Linked DNA regions of Mus musculus: region 1 is linked to region 2. Evidence: chromatin contacts called from public HiChIP or PLAC-seq data. All regions are on one chromosome and are shown on one strand. The core of a region is the stretch at or near the end of the contact, and the rest is flanking DNA. Distances in the headings are between cores, read along the strand shown. Region 1 has its middle 21 kb from the start of Gm22621. Region 2 holds the start of Klrd1 (killer cell lectin-like receptor, subfamily D, member 1).

Evidence for each region. HiChIP or PLAC-seq counts read pairs in DNA pulled down with a chosen protein or histone mark.
Region 1: a contact with region 2 is called in an H3K4me3 HiChIP or PLAC-seq map of bone marrow-derived macrophages, with 9 times the contacts expected there. The contact joins the enhancer-like site here to the promoter of Klrd1 in region 2. A contact is called at or near these places in 2 of 39 promoter capture datasets (the HPC-7 cell line and neutrophils), 1 of 484 Hi-C or Micro-C datasets (bone marrow-derived macrophages), 3 of 115 datasets of contacts at active chromatin or transcription factors (bone marrow-derived macrophages, large pre-B cells and memory CD8 T cells) and 1 of 9 other capture datasets (macrophages).

The regions. Positions count from the first base shown.
Region 1 is chr6:130,089,177-130,094,836 of GRCm38.p6, reverse strand. It overlaps the pseudogene Klra11-ps. Among named protein-coding and RNA genes, the nearest start is that of Gm22621, 21 kb to the left of the region's middle. Within about 2 kb of position 2,231, at least 15 of the 459 cell types and tissues checked have an H3K27ac peak or open chromatin away from gene starts, as enhancers often do. A contact at or near this core is called in bone marrow-derived macrophages, macrophages and memory CD8 T cells, where this site is marked.
Region 2 is chr6:129,589,497-129,594,857 of GRCm38.p6, reverse strand. It overlaps Klrd1 (killer cell lectin-like receptor, subfamily D, member 1), which reads right to left and starts at 3,048. Exons shown (of 6, transcript NM_010654.4): 1 at 3,021-3,048; 2 at 1,276-1,368; 3 at 1,068-1,130. The coding sequence starts at 3,027.

The DNA.
Region 1 (5,660 bases), core at 982-3,481, 500 kb before region 2:
GGATTTTGGATGATTAAGTGAGTTAGTCAAACCCCACCCTTTCTCAACCTTCTGTATCACCAGATCCAGGTACCTTCCAATAGGTTGGCATTTTAACGTTATCTTTATAAATCACTCAAGGACATATTTTTTAAAAGAACATACTCTACGTATTCCCAAGATGGGTGAGCAGGAAGTCGCTTTCCCAACTATGAGATTCCATAAGTCTTCAGGTTTGAACAGCCAGGTGAGACTTGAGGGGACTCAGAGATCTAGAAAAGCTGGCCTAAGAGGTAAGTGTTTTAAGTGTTTAAAATCACTTTTTAAAAGATGTATTTTAAATATTTAATAGTTTGAAAATATCCTACTGGCTTTTATTGAAAAGTAAAATGTTCCATTTCATCTTGGCTTAATTATACACGAGGGTGAGAGAAGAAAATAGTATTAGTTGGAGGGTTATTATGTACAAAATTGTACAAAATTAAGTTTAAAAATAAAGCAATCAAGTTTTAAAATTAAATATCAAACAGAAAGAAATATATAACGCTTCTACCATTTAGATGTTTGCTGATAAGGGAATAAATCAGATGGGCTGATTAGAACAATGGTAATTGGTGAGAAAACATTTCTTGGGAAACAAGAAGTAAGAAACTATTAGGAGGGTTTTTTTTCCTTTAGTCTAGTCAAGAAGAATTCTGAAAACTTCAAAACTAACATTAAAAAAAAGAGTGTTTTTTTTTTTAAGAAATGTTCTAGAACAACAAACTCCTAAAGAAATGTAGCTTATGCATTAGAAAAAAATACTTTTCCCTGGCAGTGGTGGAGCGTGCCTTTCATCCCATTAATTGGGAGGCAGAGGCAGGTGAATTTCTGAGTTTGAGGCCAGCCTGGTCTACAGGGTGAGTTTCAGGACAGCCTGGCAAAACAGAGAAAACCTTTCTCAAACTCCCCCAAAAGAAACAATATTTTCATACATGAAGAAAGTGTTTTAATTGTCATAAACATCTAAACTTTAATACTGGCAGACAAACTAGGGTCTGGAGAAAAAAACAATTTTCTAGAGAAGTAAAATCCTAAGGAAATGAAGCCTATGCATTATAATCAATACTTTTACTCTTGGAGAACATGTTTTAATTGTCATAAACATCCAAATATATAACGCCGCTATGCAAAAACAGTTGTCCATCAGAAAAGGACATTTCCTCTTGATAATAAAGTTGCAGATGCAGAGAGAGGGGATGAGAGGATTCGTCCATGTAGGAATAAGTAAACCCCATGGGGAGTTCCTGAAAAAATATCAAAGAATAATTTTGTTTCTTACTGAAATTGAGAAAATCTCAATTTTTATTCTTTTTAGTTACTCTATACACATTGGCACAGCTGTACTCCAAGCTGCGATTTTTATCTTTTTTTGATATAATGTAAGTCACAGGCATGTGTTTCAGATTCCAAACACCTTAGATACACGCAAATATTTAGTATTATATGGAGCAATTTTGAACTTACAGGAAAAAAGTGATTCTTGAATTATAGGCACTTTCAAGGATGGCGATGCATACAGATCATGTCTAGAACAACTGTGGTTTCCTACCATTTCTCAAAAAGATCCATCCCTCTTTCCTTCCTCCCCATCCTCAGTTATCTCTCTTGGTAGGCTGCATGCCTCAGCTTGATACCTTGTACTTGGATAGTATATATGCCTTGAATGACATCTGTAGAATGCACTTTTTTTTCTCTATAGAATTGGGTGAGTGCACATGCCTGTCATCTAGCTCCTTCTAATCTGAGTCAGGAGGATTCACTGTGCAAGGCTCAGGCCTTGTTCAAAATTTTGTGAACACCTGTAAGATTTCTAAAATCCTTACATTTTAGGTAGAAATCTACAATCTTGAGGGTACATTTTCAGTCAGTTCATATAATAGACTTGTGCAAAGATTTCCTTGTTTCCATGCTACACAAATTGTAATTAGTATTGAGATCTACTCTATTAATAGAGATTTTCTTGTTTTGTTTTGCTGATTTAAGTGTGTTCAGTTCCTTGGCAGCTCATTGTGATAGCTCTTGGAATCCTCTGTACCCTTCGGCTGGTAATTGTTGCAGTGTTTGTGACAAAGAGTAAGTAACTGAGATGCACCTTCTTTGAGCTTCCGCCTAGAGAATAGCTTTAGACATTAACTACGCAGTAATACATGCTGTACAATGTTCTGTCTATAATCAGGAGGAGATGAGTCAGAATCTCTGGAGTTATGATATTTTTTTCCTGAAAAACTGCAGTGTTCTCTTCTTTTCATACTTAATCTATTAGCTCTGGGACTGTTGAGAGTTCCCCCTTTCAGTTTCATTTTTGGTCATATTCGTTCTGAGGACTTGATGATCATTTAATTTCTCAGCTCAGATGATTGCGAATGTAAAATAAACATTTTTTGAAAAACACCTGTGCAAAGAATCAATGGCCTTGTTTTTATATTTCTTCAAAGTTTATTTTATGCATACATAAAAAGATTTAATCTGACAGAGACATTAAGATAAGTTTAATTGGATTTCTCTATATTAACAAAGGGAATCACTTTCAGGCTATGCCAAAACATAACTCTGTATGTGAATATATTACAAAGCATATGCTCAAAGAAGAATTGTGCCATTTTTAACGTGAGTTTTTGTTTGTTTGTTTGTTTTGTTTTTTTTGTGTTTTTTTGTTTTGTTTTGTTTTTTGTCCTTTTGGTTTTTTTTTTCTTTTTAGTTCACATTTTCATAGTTTGCTAAATATTCACTGATTATTTTACTTAGGTAATTATCTGCAAATTTCTGCTGTAAAATTGAAGTGAATGGAAGTTACTTCCACCATAATTTTTTCAGCTCTGTTAATTTATTTTACAGTAAACTTAACTTAGAGAAAATTGAAGTATCTCTTTCTATAATGAGTAAATTGAAGTAATAATTTATAAATGTTAAAATACCAAGGAAATAATAATATGTGTTGGCTCTCCACGTGAAGCCTATTCTCTAATCTTAAATATTGATATGCATTTCTCTTAAGCATTTTTATTTTATATCTGTGATTAATTTAGTTTTTCAGTATAGTCAACACAAACAAGAAATCCATGAAACTCTCAACAACCACCATAACTGCAGCAACATGCAAAGGGATTTCAACTTAAAGGAAGAAATGTTGACAAATAAGGCTATAGATTGTAGGCCAAGCAATGAACTTCTGGAATCCCTCAACAGAGAACAGGAGAGATGGGACAGTGAAACCAAGAGTGTTTTAGATTCTTCATGAGACACAGGTATGTAGCAGAGAAATACCATGAGTACAGAATTGCATTATTATCTATTATTTCTTCTCTGGCAGATTTGAAGTACATACAGCAGGTTAAGATGCTTGTGATCTTTGGGTTAATCATTTGGGGGTAACTTACTTAATGTAGAGATATGGAAACTCAGAAATCCATATTTGAATGAGGAGAATCTTATAGTTTCTAGAAGCCAAGTTCTATTTGGCACACCTACTGCCTCATGGGGAGCGAATTACAAATCCATACCTTTGATAATTTTGATTGTTTCTGTCTAGAAAATATAAGTCTACAACTTTGTTGCTGACAGAATATGGAAGGTTTTAGTAAGAGTGTATTTATGAAATTTTTATGCTAAAATGGACTTAGAGCATTTACATGGTGGCAGTTATTAGAAGAATTTTTTGTTTGTGCATGTATGTTTCCCATCTGACAGGTTTTGAGAGATCTGTACCGTTTGTAAAAAGGGACCCTTCCTGGGGCAGATAAGGAAGTTCAACCATGGTGTTTAAAGGTTGCAACTCTGCCAGTGACAGAGTGAATGAGACTGGAAAAATGAAAAGATCAAGAGTCACAAAGAATCTTTCTTGCCCATGCAAGTCATTTTTACTGACAAAGTTTATCAATTATCATTAAATACTTTTACAAGATTTGTAACAAAGGGATCTTGTATATTATCTCACCACTCTGTGACAGTAGGATGTGATGATTCTGGTTATGTCAGGATTCATATATTTAAAACTGTTGCATTATAAAATTTGTGACAGGAAAAAAAAGCTCCAAAACAATCTTTGAAAGATTCCAACCTATAGAAAAGCTGTTGTCAAATTATTTTACAATAACTTAATTACCTGTCTAGCATAGCATAATGATGTAATCCCAATGACTGTGAGGTTGACGGAGGAGGATGATAACTTTCAGTAATATAGGGACGTCCCAGAAATTTCAAGTTCAGCCTGAGCTACACATTGATTCCTCTTCACAGAAAAGTGAAGGTTGGAAATAAACTTACCTAATAGACCATGGGCATTCACTGCAACTCTCTAAACAAAACATTCATATTGAGAGGATCTTGCAAAACCAACTGCACACATTTTCATGTATTCAACTTTAAACATTTGGACATGTGGGCAAAACACTGATGGAATCAGCATAATCAGGAGAACAGACTTTCAACACCAAACCTCTCTTGTTTCTCTCTCTCTCTGTCTCTCTCTGTCTCTGTCACTGTCTGTCTCTGTCTCTGTCTCTGTCTCTGTCTCTCTCTCTCTCTCTCTGTCTCTCTCTCTCTCTCTCTCTCTCTCTCTCTCACTCTCTCTCTCTCTGTTTTTTTGAGACAGGGTTTCTCTGTGTAGCCTTAGCTGTACTGCAACTCACTTTCTCGACCAGGCTGGCCTCGAACTCAGAAATCTGCCTGCCTGTGCCTCCAAAGGGCTTAGAATAAAGGCATTTGCCACCCCACCCGGCATTTGTTTGTCTCTTATTACTGTTAAGGTAATATCAATTATCACAGATCTTGGCACAATGCTAAGTGCATACAAGTGTATAGACGAGTGTGGGCACAATGCATTACTTCATATCTAGAATTCTGTCAGCAGTTTAACTGCCTCTGAGTAGCAATTGCTCATTGTCTGCCTCTGGCCCCTGGTATCTCACAAGCCTCTGTTCCATAGAACTAGGCTTTTTAAAAAAACCTGATCTTCATAGAATCATTTTGTGTGGTCCTATGCCCGGTGTGTTTTACTTTCCAAACCATCCTCAAGTGATGTTTGTCACATAGGTCAGCATCTTGCTTTTGGGTTTCTTGTGAGACATGTTATTCTCTAGCCCAGGATGACTTGGAACACACAATGTAGAGAAGACTGACATGAAAGTCATTGTTTAGGAAAGGAAGGCCTCAAACTGTTAGTGATCTTCCTGTCTTTCTCTTTGGAGTTCTCATGTCATAGGTATAGATCATCCTGTCAAGCTGATTCATTTTCCATTAAAGGATAAACAATATTTTTTTGTGTGTATGTGCATCATTTTCTCTATTGATTCATCCATGATTGACACAGGAAATATTTCTAGATCTGTAGTTGTATTAACAATGTTGCATAGATCATGGAGTGGATGTAAAGCGAACTGCCAGCATTACAACTTTCCCATTGTGAAGATAGAAGATGAAGATGAACTGGTACTGTGGAGGCTTACTTGCCCCTTATTTTCTTAGATTCTGTCACTAACCCTGAATAATGAGGTACCAGATACATTTTTTTTCATTTGTAAATGATTTTTCCTGTAATGTGAACTGTGGGACACAAGTCTGTTAAGTGCAGACTCATTACTACAAAGACATTTGTATCTTTCAGTCTCCTCCCTTTTTCAGGAGTGTACAAGAGAATCCTT
Region 2 (5,361 bases), core at 1,799-4,298:
CACTCAAATCTTTATCACATAAATGGCACTAAAATTGAGATAAAATAAAAAATTAACTGTATGATCAGAAAGCTATAAACTTGAGGAGCATTAGAAAAAAAAATATTAAAATAGAGTTTGGGCCTATCCTTTATGAGTAAGGTCTATTCTTATAGAGATGTCTATACTGCATTCTGAAAAACAGAAGCCGGGCTGGTGAGATGGCTCAGTGGGTAAGAGCACCCGACTGCTCTTCCGAAGGTCCGAAGTTCAAATCCCAGCAACCACATGGTGGCTCACAACCATCCATAACGAGATCTGACGCCCTCTTCTGGAGTGTCTGAGGACAGCTACAGTGTATTTACATACAATAAATAAATAAATCTTTAAAAAAAAAAGAAAAACAGAAGCCAAAGAAAGAGAAGAATATGAAAGCGTAGTTTGTTAGAAAATGCAAAATAATATTTGTCTGTAATGTGTATTGTCATTTAACGAGTCGTGAACACTCGTTAGGAAACATGTATGTTCTGCTTCAGAATAGAGCGTTCTCTTTTTATGAGAATGATGACAATTTTATGGGAGACTTTGGACCTGAGATTTTCCTCCAAGATCTATATGTAAGAAAATTTGCATGCAAGTTGTGATAAGGCAGCAGTACCACCGACTTTTAAATGTGGGGTACAGTGGTTCTTTCTAGGGTGCTAGGGGAGGCTCTTACTTGGAGAGTGGCAGCTCTCCTCTTCATTTTCTCCTTCCTCCCCTTTGCTTTCTAGCTACTACATGAGTGGCTGATCACCCACACATGCTTCCACCGTGGCACAATGTCTCAACTGAGCTGCAAAAAAAAAAGGCAGGCAGGCCCAGAAGAACACAGTCCAAAACTTCTAAAACTCTGAGGAAAAAATGAACCTCTGCATGTAGTGTTTATATAAAGTATGTCTTACGCTGCTTACATTCAATGTAATTTTAATACAGAACAAAAAAAGGGCGGGGGGACCATTTTACTCAATGAAACCATGCTGTAGAATGAGCTTCTCTGTTTTATCCTCTCTGAGTCATGAAGATTTAGAAAGAAAAATGGAACCTACCTTCCTGGAATTCTACAGTGGTGGTTGGAGAAGGTGTTGATTGAATGTTCTGTATAGTAAATGCTATAAGAAATTATTATAGACTTGCTTAGTTTGACATGTATTTATGAAATAAAATATTACACATTAGAAAAATTAAATGTTTATTATTAAATTATTTAATCACAATGTTGATTTTTTTCCTATATACTTGCTTAGGAACACTTACAATTTATCAGCAAAACTCCCAAAGTAACCATCAAGAAAAGACATTTTATTCCAAAGATGACAGACATCAGTCTCCACCGAGTGATCCTAGAAACTATAAAAAAATACCAAACACATACATTAATGACTAACAGATGAAAGTGCAGACATAGAAGATGACGTTCTTTTTTTTCCTTTTTTTTATTAGATATTTTATTCATTTACATTTCAAATGCTATCCCCTTTCCTAGTTTCCTCTCCAAAAATCCCTATACCCTTCCCCTCCCCCTGCTCCCCAACCCACCCACTCCCACTTCCTGGCCCTGGCATTACCCTATACTGGGGCATATCATCTTTGCAAGACCAAAGACCTCTCATCCCATTTATGGCCAACTAGGCTATCCTTTGCTACATATGCAGGTAGAGACACGAGCTCTGGGGTTACTGGTTAGTTCATATTGTTGTTCCTCCTATAGGGTTGCAGACCCCTTCCCATCCTTGGGTACTTTCTCTAGCTCCTTCATTGTGGATGACGTTCTTAAGAACAGAAACCATTAAGAATGAACCTGAAAACTTCTTCCTTTAGTGGTGCAGACACCTCTCTCTAGTGGAACACTGGAGAACGAAGATGTTCCTTCAGAAGACCACCCATTAGCAATCTTTTGAAGTGGTATACCTTGTTCTTTGATGAGGTTATTCATACATATTTTCTGCCTCATTAGAGTCATTTACCTCTGACTCTTTAAATCAGCAGTGAAACTTATCTCTATGGTTAGAATAGATCCACAAGCAGTCATGACGCTTGGTGGGCTTGCTTAATAATCATTTTTTTCTCTCAAGAATGTCATGAATAAAAAGTTTTGTGTTAAAGAGATGATTTTTTAAAGGGGGAGGGGCAGTAATCACAATGCTATTTTCTTAAGATATAAAGTTAGTAAGGGCCCACTCAAAACCAAACAGAATATTGTCAAGACCTAGAGTCTGTTATTTATTATATACCATCCTTGTCAGGAGAATACCATGATGGAATGGGGTCCCTTTGAACACAGACCATTTTTTGATTAGTGGTTTGTTAATGTCTGCAGGAAAATAAAAAGGAACCTTCTAGACCTGGTATGGCAGGAGGTTCCATAACAAGCATAAATTGAGGATCTGGGTTCAATTAACAGCACCTTGAATTATGACACAAAGCCAGCCTTTGAATTTCTGTTCTTAAACATTATGTTAGGTCATATTCAAAATCACTTGCCTATTGGCTAAGATATTTCGATATGAGAAGAATCTGTATTAGTAACGCAATACTGTCAAAAATAGTTCTACTGCTAACAACAGCACACAGTGTCAGTGAGCCTGAGTGATTTTGCAAGGCCACAACACAGCAAGAAAAGTTATAAAGTTTTAAGTGTCCTTTATATTTGGCCATCTTTGTCCCCATGTTAGAAATATGGTGTGTGTTGATCAATTTAATTTCTGTTTTATTCTGAATTTAACATGATGCCTAATAGACACCACTTGCTAACTCAGTTAGGAAAAGTTTACAAAAGTATGCACTTCATAAAATCATGTTCAAGTTTCAAAACACAGAATCGAGAAAACAATGAACACAGAAAGCATCAAAGCACAGAAAGTCTAAAAATATCTACTGCAGATTATATGCTTTCTGTTTTATTTTTTTAAACCCTCCTTGAAGTTAGTTAATACAAGAGGCATCCTTCCTGGTTATTATTTTATCACTACTATTACATCTGCTGACAGGGGCACACATACCTGCCATGAGAAGTGATGTTCCAAGGATGGTGCAGAGATGTGTTTGTGCTTTTTAAAGAACGGTGTGGACCACAGGGCTGAGCAGGAAGCTACGGAGGAGACAGTAAGCATTAAAAGAGGAAGAAACACTGTGTGTTGTGGCGGTGCTATTGAATCATCTGTTGGTGGGACACAGATGCACAGTGGGAATGAGCAGAAGAAAGACTGCAAGCTTTGAACAAGACCCAGGAACCACTGCACACAGGAAATTTGCTCTTTTAGTTTTGGTACAAAACACCACAGCAAAATAAGGTTGGAGGAAGATTGTTTTCAATGTGCACACATCAAAGTCGTCCCTAAAAGCAGTTTAGAAAATAATGGAGAGGTGTATAAACCATGGTAAACTCACTTGGTATCATAAAATCCCACACAGAATTACTACCTTCAAAATAAAGAAATACTTATTTATTTTGTGTTAAACAAATTTTAAATCACATATTATCTGATCGCTTAATAAAGAAAATACCAAATTTGATAGTGGGGAAACTGAGGCACAGAAGTGCTGATTTGACTAAGGTTACTTAAGCTTGATGCCCAGTCTTTTACCAAAGCATACATGGAATTTATCTCAAACCAAGCACATCCTTGGACTTGCACATTCTGGGTTGATATTTCCCATCTTTAGTACAAACTGTTGGGATATCCAATACTTGTTCTGTGTTTCTGCTCCCTGATCACTGACCCCAACCATAGTCAGCAAGACCCAGAAAGAATTCAGTATTATTGTGTTTTCTCACTTTTCTTTCTTCCCTGATCTCTCTCCCTCTCCCCACCTTCTCTCTTCCCATCTCTCTCTCCCCAACACACACTTTTAATCTTCCCATTAATTCTTTCTAAACTACTAGCTATCCTTGATTTTGCTCTCATTTTGTACACAGGTAAATGAATTGTTTACACTCCTTGCCATCCCTCCTACTCATCTCCACTCAACACACATCTCATGTTCCCCAATCATCTCTCTTGAATATCTGATAAACTCTGGACAAATACTGTATACACCCCTATATATATGACCTTTACTTTTTTTTTTCTCTTAAAACTTCTGGAAACCTTGATGTTCCAACACATGGGAGTACACAGTGCTGACAAATTATCACCAGGCTGGCCTTTAAGGAAATAAATCAGGATTTGATACAGTTCAGTAACATTGGAATTGAGATCACAGAACATAGGGTGTTGAGCATCTCATAACTCACATAATACTCAGTGGGATATTGAGCTTCACTGAATCTGTTTCAGATAATAATAAATTCTTCCAATGTTCATCTCTTCCCTCTGCTTCCCCTGCTCTTAAGTCTACTGCTCTTTGAACAAAGAGAATTTGTTCAAAGCAAGTGGTGACTTTAATAATTACATCTTTGAAAGATTGAGGAAAGATCCGAGAAAGGGAATTTAATGCCCACTGAAGATGTGAGCAATGGAGAGTTCTCTATACCTAGACATGTGCACCTAGACTGTACAACAGCTTGGTAAAAGCATCCCAATGGAGATACTTATTTTTTTTTCAGTGCTTGTAAAGACTGTGCCCTCCCATTGTGCACCAGGCTACAAAGCACACTCCATTAAGGAGGCTTCCTGAAAAGGAAGATTCTGGCCTGCCATAAAGTCACTTGTAATCATGGTGATGAAAAACCCTCATAAACTCTAGTAGGTTTTGCTTGTTAAATCCCTTACATATTACATATTTTCGTTAGGCTATGTTAGTTTTCAAATTCGATGGAGTATCATTTCTTGCCAGGAATTATGGCACATACTTGTTATCCCAGTATGTGAAAAGCACAGGTGAGAGTTCAAAGCCAGTCTCAACTAATATATATTTGTGTGTGTGTGTGTGTGTGTGTGTGTGTGTGTGTATTGAAATAGGGAAGACTAAGAAAGTTGTATAAATGTGTTTTATTGATGACTAAGGCCATTTAATTCTCACAGAAATATAGGTATCTTTCAAAATATGTTACTATCTTCTTTTGTTAATCATAAATTTATTGTCATACCCCCCTTTTTTTTTATAAAAATTTCCCTTCTCCTTGTCCACAAACCAAAAAACAAAACATTTTCAGAGTTCACTCTCCAGTTGTCTGTCTAGTCACTTCCCTCTTCTTTCTGTATTTTAGCATCATCTATTGACTTCTAACACTATAGTTTAGTTTTCCTGATTTTAAAAGATACACACCTGGAACAAAACCTATGTGAGCTTACTCCTGCCTACATGCAAGTTATCCATAAACTCCTTCCTCTGCTTTATGCCTGAGTGGGCCAAGTAGACACTTCCTGTGGTCAGTGGATCAGAAACTCTGGGTGGCTT